Linked DNA regions of Pan troglodytes: region 2 is linked to region 1. A link is a contact called in public Hi-C data. All regions are on one chromosome and are shown on one strand. Each heading gives the region's core, a stretch centred on a gene start, on an enhancer-like site or on the middle of the called end of the contact. The rest is flanking DNA. Distances are from core to core; before and after follow the strand shown.

The links. Hi-C and Micro-C count contacts between places; a contact is called where the count stands out from the background.
Region 2: a contact with region 1 is called in a Hi-C map of induced pluripotent stem cells, with 3 times the contacts expected there. The contact joins the promoter of LMNB1 here to the enhancer-like site in region 1. A contact is called at or near these places in 3 of 7 Hi-C or Micro-C datasets (induced pluripotent stem cells and stem cell-derived neural progenitor cells) and 1 of 1 datasets of contacts at active chromatin or transcription factors (stem cell-derived excitatory neurons).

The regions. Positions count from the first base shown.
Region 1 is chr4:124,437,813-124,441,871 of NHGRI_mPanTro3-v2.0_pri, reverse strand. No RefSeq gene overlaps it. Among named protein-coding and RNA genes, the nearest start is that of SPMIP10, 44 kb to the right of the region's middle. Within about 2 kb of position 1,766, at least 4 of the 24 cell types and tissues checked have an H3K27ac peak or open chromatin away from gene starts, as enhancers often do. A contact at or near this core is called in induced pluripotent stem cells, where this site is marked.
Region 2 is chr4:124,536,629-124,540,687 of NHGRI_mPanTro3-v2.0_pri, reverse strand. It overlaps LMNB1 (lamin B1), which reads right to left and starts at 2,037. Exons shown (of 11, transcript NM_001280441.1): 1 at 1,535-2,037. The coding sequence starts at 1,893. LOC107974842 (a long non-coding RNA gene) reads left to right here and starts at 2,925. Exons shown (of 4, transcript XR_001717888.4): 1 at 2,925-3,116.

The DNA.
Region 1 (4,059 bases), core at 517-3,016:
CCCTTCTCATCTGCCCTGAGATTCTCATATTTGAGCTTTTACACTGCATCTTTATCTACCACAGATACATCTAGTACCTTAGAATCTCCTTGGTCATATGGCCCAAGTGGCAATGTTCCTTGCAGTGCAAACTGGATCTACTATAGAGCCTTTTTCTGCCCTGGGTTTCACTTAAACTGGTAACTTTAAGGCTGGAGGCAGTGGCTTACTCCTGTAATCCCAGCACTTTGGGAGGCCGAGGCAACCAGATCACCTGAGGTTAGGAGTTTGAGACGAACTGGCCAACATGGTAAAACCCCGTCTCTACTAAAAATACAAAAATTAGGTGGGTGTGGTGGTGGGCACCTGTAATCCCAGCTACTCGGGAGGCTGAGGCAGGAGAATTGCTTGAACCCGGGAGGTGGAGGTTGCAGTGAGTCGAGATTACATCATTGTACTCCACCCTAGGCAACAAGAGTGAGACTTTGTCTCAAAATAAAAATAAAAATAAATAAATAAACTGGTAACCTTCATCATCATCTAATAAATGAATCAAAGCAGTGTTCTCCAAGTGTGATACCTAACTCCAATATGCATAGTGGCCTACCATGCTCTGTGCTTTTTTCTTAGTGGTAGGAGTTGGAAGGTACAATAGCTTGTTCTTTACCATAGAGGACATGTGCCGGCATGCCTCAGAGCACTGGACCCCTGTAAACTTCACCAATGCAAATGGCAGACTCCTTTAAGGGCTTATCTTCTACCTTCTGAAGTGCATGTGTCTTATCAGCAACCCAGGGTACTTCTTATGTTCACTTATCATATCAACATAACTGCTGAATGTGAAATTCTGTGGAATGGGCACATGATCTGGGTCCCTTTGGACTGCATTGTGATGGAGAATAGGATCGTTAACATAGTCCTGACACAAAGTCATGAATATATTCAATTGCATTAATTTATATTTATATAGTTGCCAGTCCAATAGCTACATACCACATATCAAAATCTATGTTAATCTGTTCTAGTAAAAATAATACTTCCAGTCCAAGAGCTTTAAATGGGGATACTATTTGTTGAGTTTCTGGTAGTCCATGTCATCTGGCACAATTCATTTGATTTTTGCAGAAACCAAGTTATTGAATTAAATAGGGATATGTGAGAATCATTGTTTCTGCATCCTTTAATCCTTGAGGATGGTACTAATGTTTACTAGTCCACCTAGGATACAATATTGTTTACATGATATTGCTATTTATTTACTTCAGTGGTTTGTTTTGTTTTGTTTTGAGACAGGGTCTCACCCTGTCACCCAGGCAGGAGTGGAGGGGCACAATCATGGCTCACTGCAGCTTTGACCTCCCTGGCTCAAATGATCCTCCCACCTCAGCCTCCTGAGTAGCTGGGACTGTAGGCATGCACCACCACACCCAGCTAATTTTTGTATTTTTTTGTAGAGATGAGGTTTTACCATGTTGCCCAGACTAGTCTCAAACTCCTGGGCTCAAGCAATCCTCCTGCCTTGGCCTCACAGAAGGCTGGGATTACAGGCGTGAACCATCTCTCCCAGCCTATCTTCAGTTTTTAAACTTTTTATTTTGAAAGAATTACAGACTCACAAGAAGTTGAAAAAATAGTACAGTGGCCCTGCGTGCCCAGGTTTCCCCTGCTTTCTCCATACACTCAAATGCCAGAGCCATTCCACAAGCTAACACAACTTCTAACTACACTTCGTCCCCAGTAAACTACAGGTGAACATTTTAGCAATTGCATCATCACAGTAATTCCCACCACCGATGATGGGGTTCTCACTGCCATCTAGTGGACGAGTGATCCAATGTCCAAATCTAGATCTAGTCAGTTTCCTAGGCCAACTTCTGTCACTACCTTTAGATTATGTTCCCCGGTGGGCAGAAACTGAGGCAGGAATTCTTCCTTTGGTGATTTTAAGAAGGAAGCTGGGAGTAAGAAAAGTAGAAGACACTAGGGAAAAAGTTAGGCAAAATGACTTCAGAAGTTTAGCCTCCTGGCCGGGCGCAGTGGCTCACGTCTGTAATTCCAGCACTTTGGAAGGCCAAAGTGGGTGGATCACTTGAGATTAGGAGTCCAAGACCAGCCTGGACAGCATGGTGAAACCCCGTCTCTACTACAAATAAGAAAATTAGCCGGGCACGGTGGTGTGTGCCTGTAATCTCAGCTATTTGGGAGGCTGAGGCAGGAGAATCGCTTGAACCCGGGAGGCAGGCGGAGGTTGCATTGAGCTAATATCATACCACTACACTCCAACCTGGGTAACAGAGTGGTGAGACTCTGCCTCAAAAAAAAAATAACAATAACAATAATAATAAAGGAAATTTAGCCTCCACCTCATCCCCACGGCAAGCTCTCAGCTGTTAATTGTACCACAGTTGTCCCACCCCGAGGCGAGAAGGCTGCTATATCCCTTCATCAGTGAGTCTTTGGCCCTGGCTCCTCCAGGAGGAGGACATAACCTCTCAGCCATCATCTCCAGGACCCACTTCTAGGGGAGGAGGCTCCTCTCAGCCAACAACAATCCTCTGTGAAAGGACAATGGCCTGAGCCATTAGCAGCCAAGGCCTGTAGCAGCTGGAGGATGAATGCACAGCCTGGTGAGGGGGTATGGGCAGGGCACCCAGCAGCATCTGCTCTACCTCCCCTAGGAGATGACATTCAATTTAAAAGCTGAACAATGTGGCTGGGCAAAGTGGCTCACCCCTGTAATCCCAGCACTTTGGGAGGCCGAGGTAGGCGGATCACCTGAGGCCAGGAGTTTGAGACCAGCCTGGCCAACATGGTGAAACCCCGTCTCTACTAAAAATACAAAAATTAGCCAGGCGTGGTGGTGCACACATGGAATCCCAGCTACTCCAGAGGCTGAGGCACAAGGATTGCTTGAATCCGGGAGGCAGAGGTTGCAGTGAGCTGCGACTGCACCACTGCACTCCAGCCTGGGTGACAGACTGAGACTCCACCTCAAAAAAAAAAAGGAAAAAAGAAAAAACTGGGCTTTCTTTTCCGGCTCAGCCCGCCTGCACCCAGGTGATTAAAAAGCTTTATTGCTCACACAAAGCCTGTTTGGCGGTCTCTTCACGTGGATGTGCGTGACATTTGGTGCTGAAAACCTGGGACAGGAGGACTCCTTCGGGAGACCAGCCCCCTGTCCTCGCCCTCACTCCATGAGGAGATCCACCTACAACCTTGGGTCCTCAGACCAGCCAGCCCAAGGAACATCTCACCAATTTCAAATCGGGTAAGCGGTCTTTTCACTAAACTTCTGCCCTCCATTCCCCCTTCTTCTCTCAAGAACTTAAACTTAAATGTCTTATTTTCTTCTACAATACTGCTTGGCCCCAATACAAACTCGACAGTAGTTCCAAGTGGCCAGAGAATGGCACTTTCGATTTGTCTATCCTATACAAGATCCTTATACAAGATCTAGATAATTTTTGTCGAAAAATGGGCAAATGGTCTGAGGTGCCTGACGTCCAGGCATTCTTTTACACATTGGTCCCTTCCTAATCTCTGCTCCCAATGCGACTCTTCCCAAATCTTTCTTCTTTCTCTCCTGTCTGTTCCTTCAGTCTCCACTCCAAGCTCTGAGTCCTTTGAATCCTCCTTTCCTATGGACTCATCTGACCTCTCCCCTCCTCCCCAGGCTGCTCCGCGCCAGGTGTAGCCAGTTCCCAATTCTTCCTCAGCCTCCCCTCCCCCACCCTATAATCATTCTATCACCTCCCCTCCTCACACCTGGTCTGGTTTACAGCTTCGTTCTGGGACTAGCCCTCCCCCACCTGCCCAACAGTTTCCTCTTAGAAAGGTGGCTGGAGCTAAAGGCATAGTCGCGGTTAATGCTCCTTTTTCTTTAACCGACCTCTCCCAAATCAGTTAGCATTTAGGCTCTTTTTTCTTTTTCATCAAATATAAAAACCCAGCCCAGTTCATGGCCCATTTGACAACAACCCTTAAATGCTTTACTGCCCAAGACCCAGAGAGGCCAGAAGGCCGTTTTATTCTCAATATGCATTTTATTACCCGACCCCTCCCGACATTAGAAAAAACTCC
Region 2 (4,059 bases), core at 788-3,287, 99 kb before region 1:
ATGAAACCAAGGCTTAGTAAATCCAAGAAAGGGAAATACAAGCTTAGTATTATTTTCGAGTTGTATAACTAAATATCCAAAGAAATAAAAACAAAAAGGGATAAATGTGATTGCCTCCGGAAAGAGGTAGTGCAGTTATCGTTTTTCGCTACAAACCGGTCTATACTATTTTATTCTTACCACGTGCACATGCTTTTTTATGAATCGAAAATATATGATAGGAGGGATAAGTAAAAATACACAAAATCTCATAGAGACTTCGGACAGGGACATTCACGCAGATACAGACAGAAAGACATCCAGGGGCAAAGGGTGTCAAAGTGAGAATAAGGTACCTCCAGAAATTTCAGCTGGCAGTGCTAATGGCGACCATGAATTTCAGACCCAAATTTTGCAAATCTCTAAAGCATGACATCAACACTTGTTGCCTACTGATGACAGGCCATTTTGCTTATCAGAAAGTCAAAATAAGGCCAGCAAAGGTCTGCAAATGTATCCTTGTGCACTGGAATGAAAACTCGCACTCGCTTAGGTGAATTAGAAACTCTCCTTCGCTCAAACACTCAGCATTTACACAGCACCCTGTCACCTGCCCTGGTCTACTATCTGCACAGTGGCCGACTAAGGGGTACTAAGCACAGTCTCTACCCGAAAGCCTGACTATACTACGAGGAGGCAAAAGCTGGGGACAGAGGGCCGCTGCCTGAGGGGTAGGAGAACCGCAACTCTAAGAACAGTAGCCGTGACATGCACAAACCCAGCTTTCCTTCCCTGCGCAGAACCACCCGAGGGACCGCACCATCCCCGCTGGGACAGGACACATTTCCCCAGAGAAAGCTAACCAGCTAGCAAACCTAACTTGCCCGGGGCTGGCTGGAGGCGCACGGATCAAGCTCCGCCTCTCTCTCCCGCCTAAAGCAGGCGTAGAATCTTCGCAAAATGTCACAGGGCCAAGACTGAGCGCGCCAAAGCGGGACCCACCCCCAGGAGACGCGGATACTGCGGGAAGGTCCCTCCCCTTCCTCTCTCTGCCCGCGCGAAGCTCATTCATTCTAGAGGCGGGCTGCCAGTCCTCCCCGGCCGGCCATCCCGGCACTGCAAATCCGCTAGACGCTTTGTCTCGCGCCGGCCGGAAACTGGGGCGCGCACGCGAGCGCGCGCTCGCGCTCCAGCTCCCCGCACCTGGGGCCTGAGGGGCCGCCTCTCCGCGCCGGCTCCCCGGATTCGAGTGCGAAAGCGGGAGCTCCTTCTCGGCAGTCCCAGGCGCGCACTTACCACGTCCCAGCGGGTATCCAAAACCTAGAAATGGGCATCACGGCCCCCCATCGCTACAGCTCGAGCCCCCTCCGCGACCCCTGCTCCGCTATGAACTCTAGATTCTTTCTCCTTTCCGGAGACCGAGACCCTGTTCCTTCAGAAGGACGCGTGCATCCTGGCCTCTGCTCCCTCCCCACGGCAGAACCCGGTGAGCTGGTCGCCGCGGTTGCGCCCCCGCCCCTCCTTGGCGCTAACGCGGCCGCCAGCTAGCACTCACTTGAGGAGCAGCTGGTCGTGTTCCGCCTTGCACTTGCCCAGCTCGATCTGCAGCTTGGCGCGCTCGCGGGCCGTGTCGTCGAGCGCGCGTCGCGCGTCGGCCAGCTCGGTCTCGTAGAGCGCCTTGAGGCCGGTGAGCTCGCGGCCGCGCACCTCCTCGCGCTCCGTCACCTGCAGCTGCAGCGCGCTGTTCTCCGTCTCCAGGCTGCGCACCTTGTCGATGTACACCGCCAGCCGGTCATTGAGCTCGCGCAGCTCCTCCTTCTCCTGGAGCCGCGACAGCCGCGTGGGGCTCAGCGGCGTGGTGGGGCCGCCAGCGCGGCTGCCCATCCGCGGCGGCACGGGGGTCGCAGTCGCCATGGCGGGCGGCGGAGACAGCGGGGCGGCGAGGCCGCGAGCGGGACCGTGACAAGGAGGGGACGGCAGGGGGCGAAGCGGGGACCGAAGGCACAAACCGGCGACCTGCGCTCACGTCCAGACGCTGGCGTTTAGAGGAAAGGAGAAGCACCTGGGATGGCGGGAGCTCGATTACAGCACAAAGGGCAAAGGCGCGCGGGGGGGGAACTACGAATCAATCGATCGATCGCGAAATGCCCTTTGTAAGAAAACACACACCCACTCACACACGCACGCGGGAAAATGCAAGACGAGGGTGACTGGAGGCCCAGCAGGGTTCGCGCCGCCGCCGTCTCCTGCTCGCAGCACTTTGTTTCCTCTCAGGCTGCACGGAGCGGCGGGCGGGGGGAGGAGGGCCGGGAGGGGCGGGCTGGAGGCAAGCCGCGGGGGGCGGAGGTGGCGCGGGCCGCGGCGCCGCACTCCCCAACATGGCCGGCGCGCCCCGGCGCCTCCATGTGACCGCCATGGGCCAATGGGGAGCAGGCAGCGCGCTTCGGCGGTTCGGGGGCCGGGCCTGTAAATTTAAAATCTGGCCCTCGGGCAACCGTCCGCTCGGCCCGCCCGGCTGGGCGGTTCCGGGACCAGGCTCAGGGCTGTAAGGAAGGACGCCTGGGACTGCCCACCCGCGCGGCTCTGGGCCCAGCGCCCTCCGGGCCCTCCCGCCGCCCCGCGGGGACCCCTTGGAGGGGCCGGGCCTGAGAAAGGCGGGAAGGAGCCCGGAGGTTTCCGGGGCGGATCTGCGCCACCGCCCACACTCGGCGGTTCAGGGAAATTCAAATATAAACGTCCCTAAAAGCCACACGCGAAACTCAAAGTGTCCCCGGCCACCGCGGGCGTGGTAACCTTATCCCCCGCTCCGCTGGAGGGCTCGGGAAACGGCCTGGAGGCCGGGACGCTGTGGAATTACGTAATAGGCACTTGAGTCCGAGGTTCCAAATTCCCGGCTTGCAGGTTCCAAGTACCAGCCTTTTATTTTTCTCTCCGGTGGAAAACTGTATCAGGCAACTTCTTTCCATGAAATTGAGATCTGTGCGTCTTGAAGCCGATAGATTATCACAGAAAAACCAGCAACCCTAATTTTAAATCATTTGCCACCAGTGTTAATGGGCGGTTCCTAATCCGTTTCTTAATTTAAGGGTTTGTAAAATCAAAAAACAGCTCAGAAATGATACGATTAACATATGTCGGTGAGTAACTACGAGAGCAAGCTGTTTCATACTCCGTTAAAATCAGATACATAAAAATCTGAACTTGTGAAAATTTAAGATGAAATAATTTTTTGCTTTTAAAAAGAGGCTCCCAAGATGTCACTGGCAGCTACTTCTATTAGAAAGCACATTCATCCCTTTGAAAAGTTCCTAATTTTTAGCTAACATTTATTGGGACTGAGTGCCAGCACCAGGCTTTTCATGGATTACCCATCCACACAATCTCCGTGTGATGTGGGAAACTGGATTGTTTCTATTTGAAAATTCATCCGGGCGGGCGCGGTGGCTCACGCCTATAATCCCAACACTTTGGGAGGCCGAGGGGGGGAGGATCACCTGAGCTCAGGAGTTCCAGACCAGCCTGACCAACATGGTGAAACCCCGTCTCTACAAAAATACAAAAATTAGCCGGGCATGATGGCGGGTGCCTGTAATCTCAGCTACTTGGAAGGCTGAGGTGGGAGAATCCCTTGAACCCGGAAAGGGGAAGTTGCAGTGAGCCGAGATGGCACCATTACACTCCAGCCTGGGTGACAGGGAGACCCCGTCTCAAAAAAGAAAGAAAGAAACCATCCATTTTATAGATTCACTGTCTGAAGGCTGCTCCGCAGGACTGCGTTTGACAGGTCCCAGGATTCTAATTGACTCGAATCTGGCCCTTAGCTATACCCTAGATGACCAACTTACCACCTATTAGGAACGCTTCTGTAATTAATGGTTACTTACTTTTAAAATGGCAGAAATGGAGACCAGGATATTCTTTAACTGTTAATCAAGTCATGTACATAAGAATTAGTGAAGAGCACTGGGAGCTGCATATTCATCCCAGATCAATTTCTGGCACTCTGTGAATGATGACATTCTCCTTATTAATGGTTCTATTTCCTGTCCGGTTTCCTAAAATACTTCCTTGCTTTTTTGG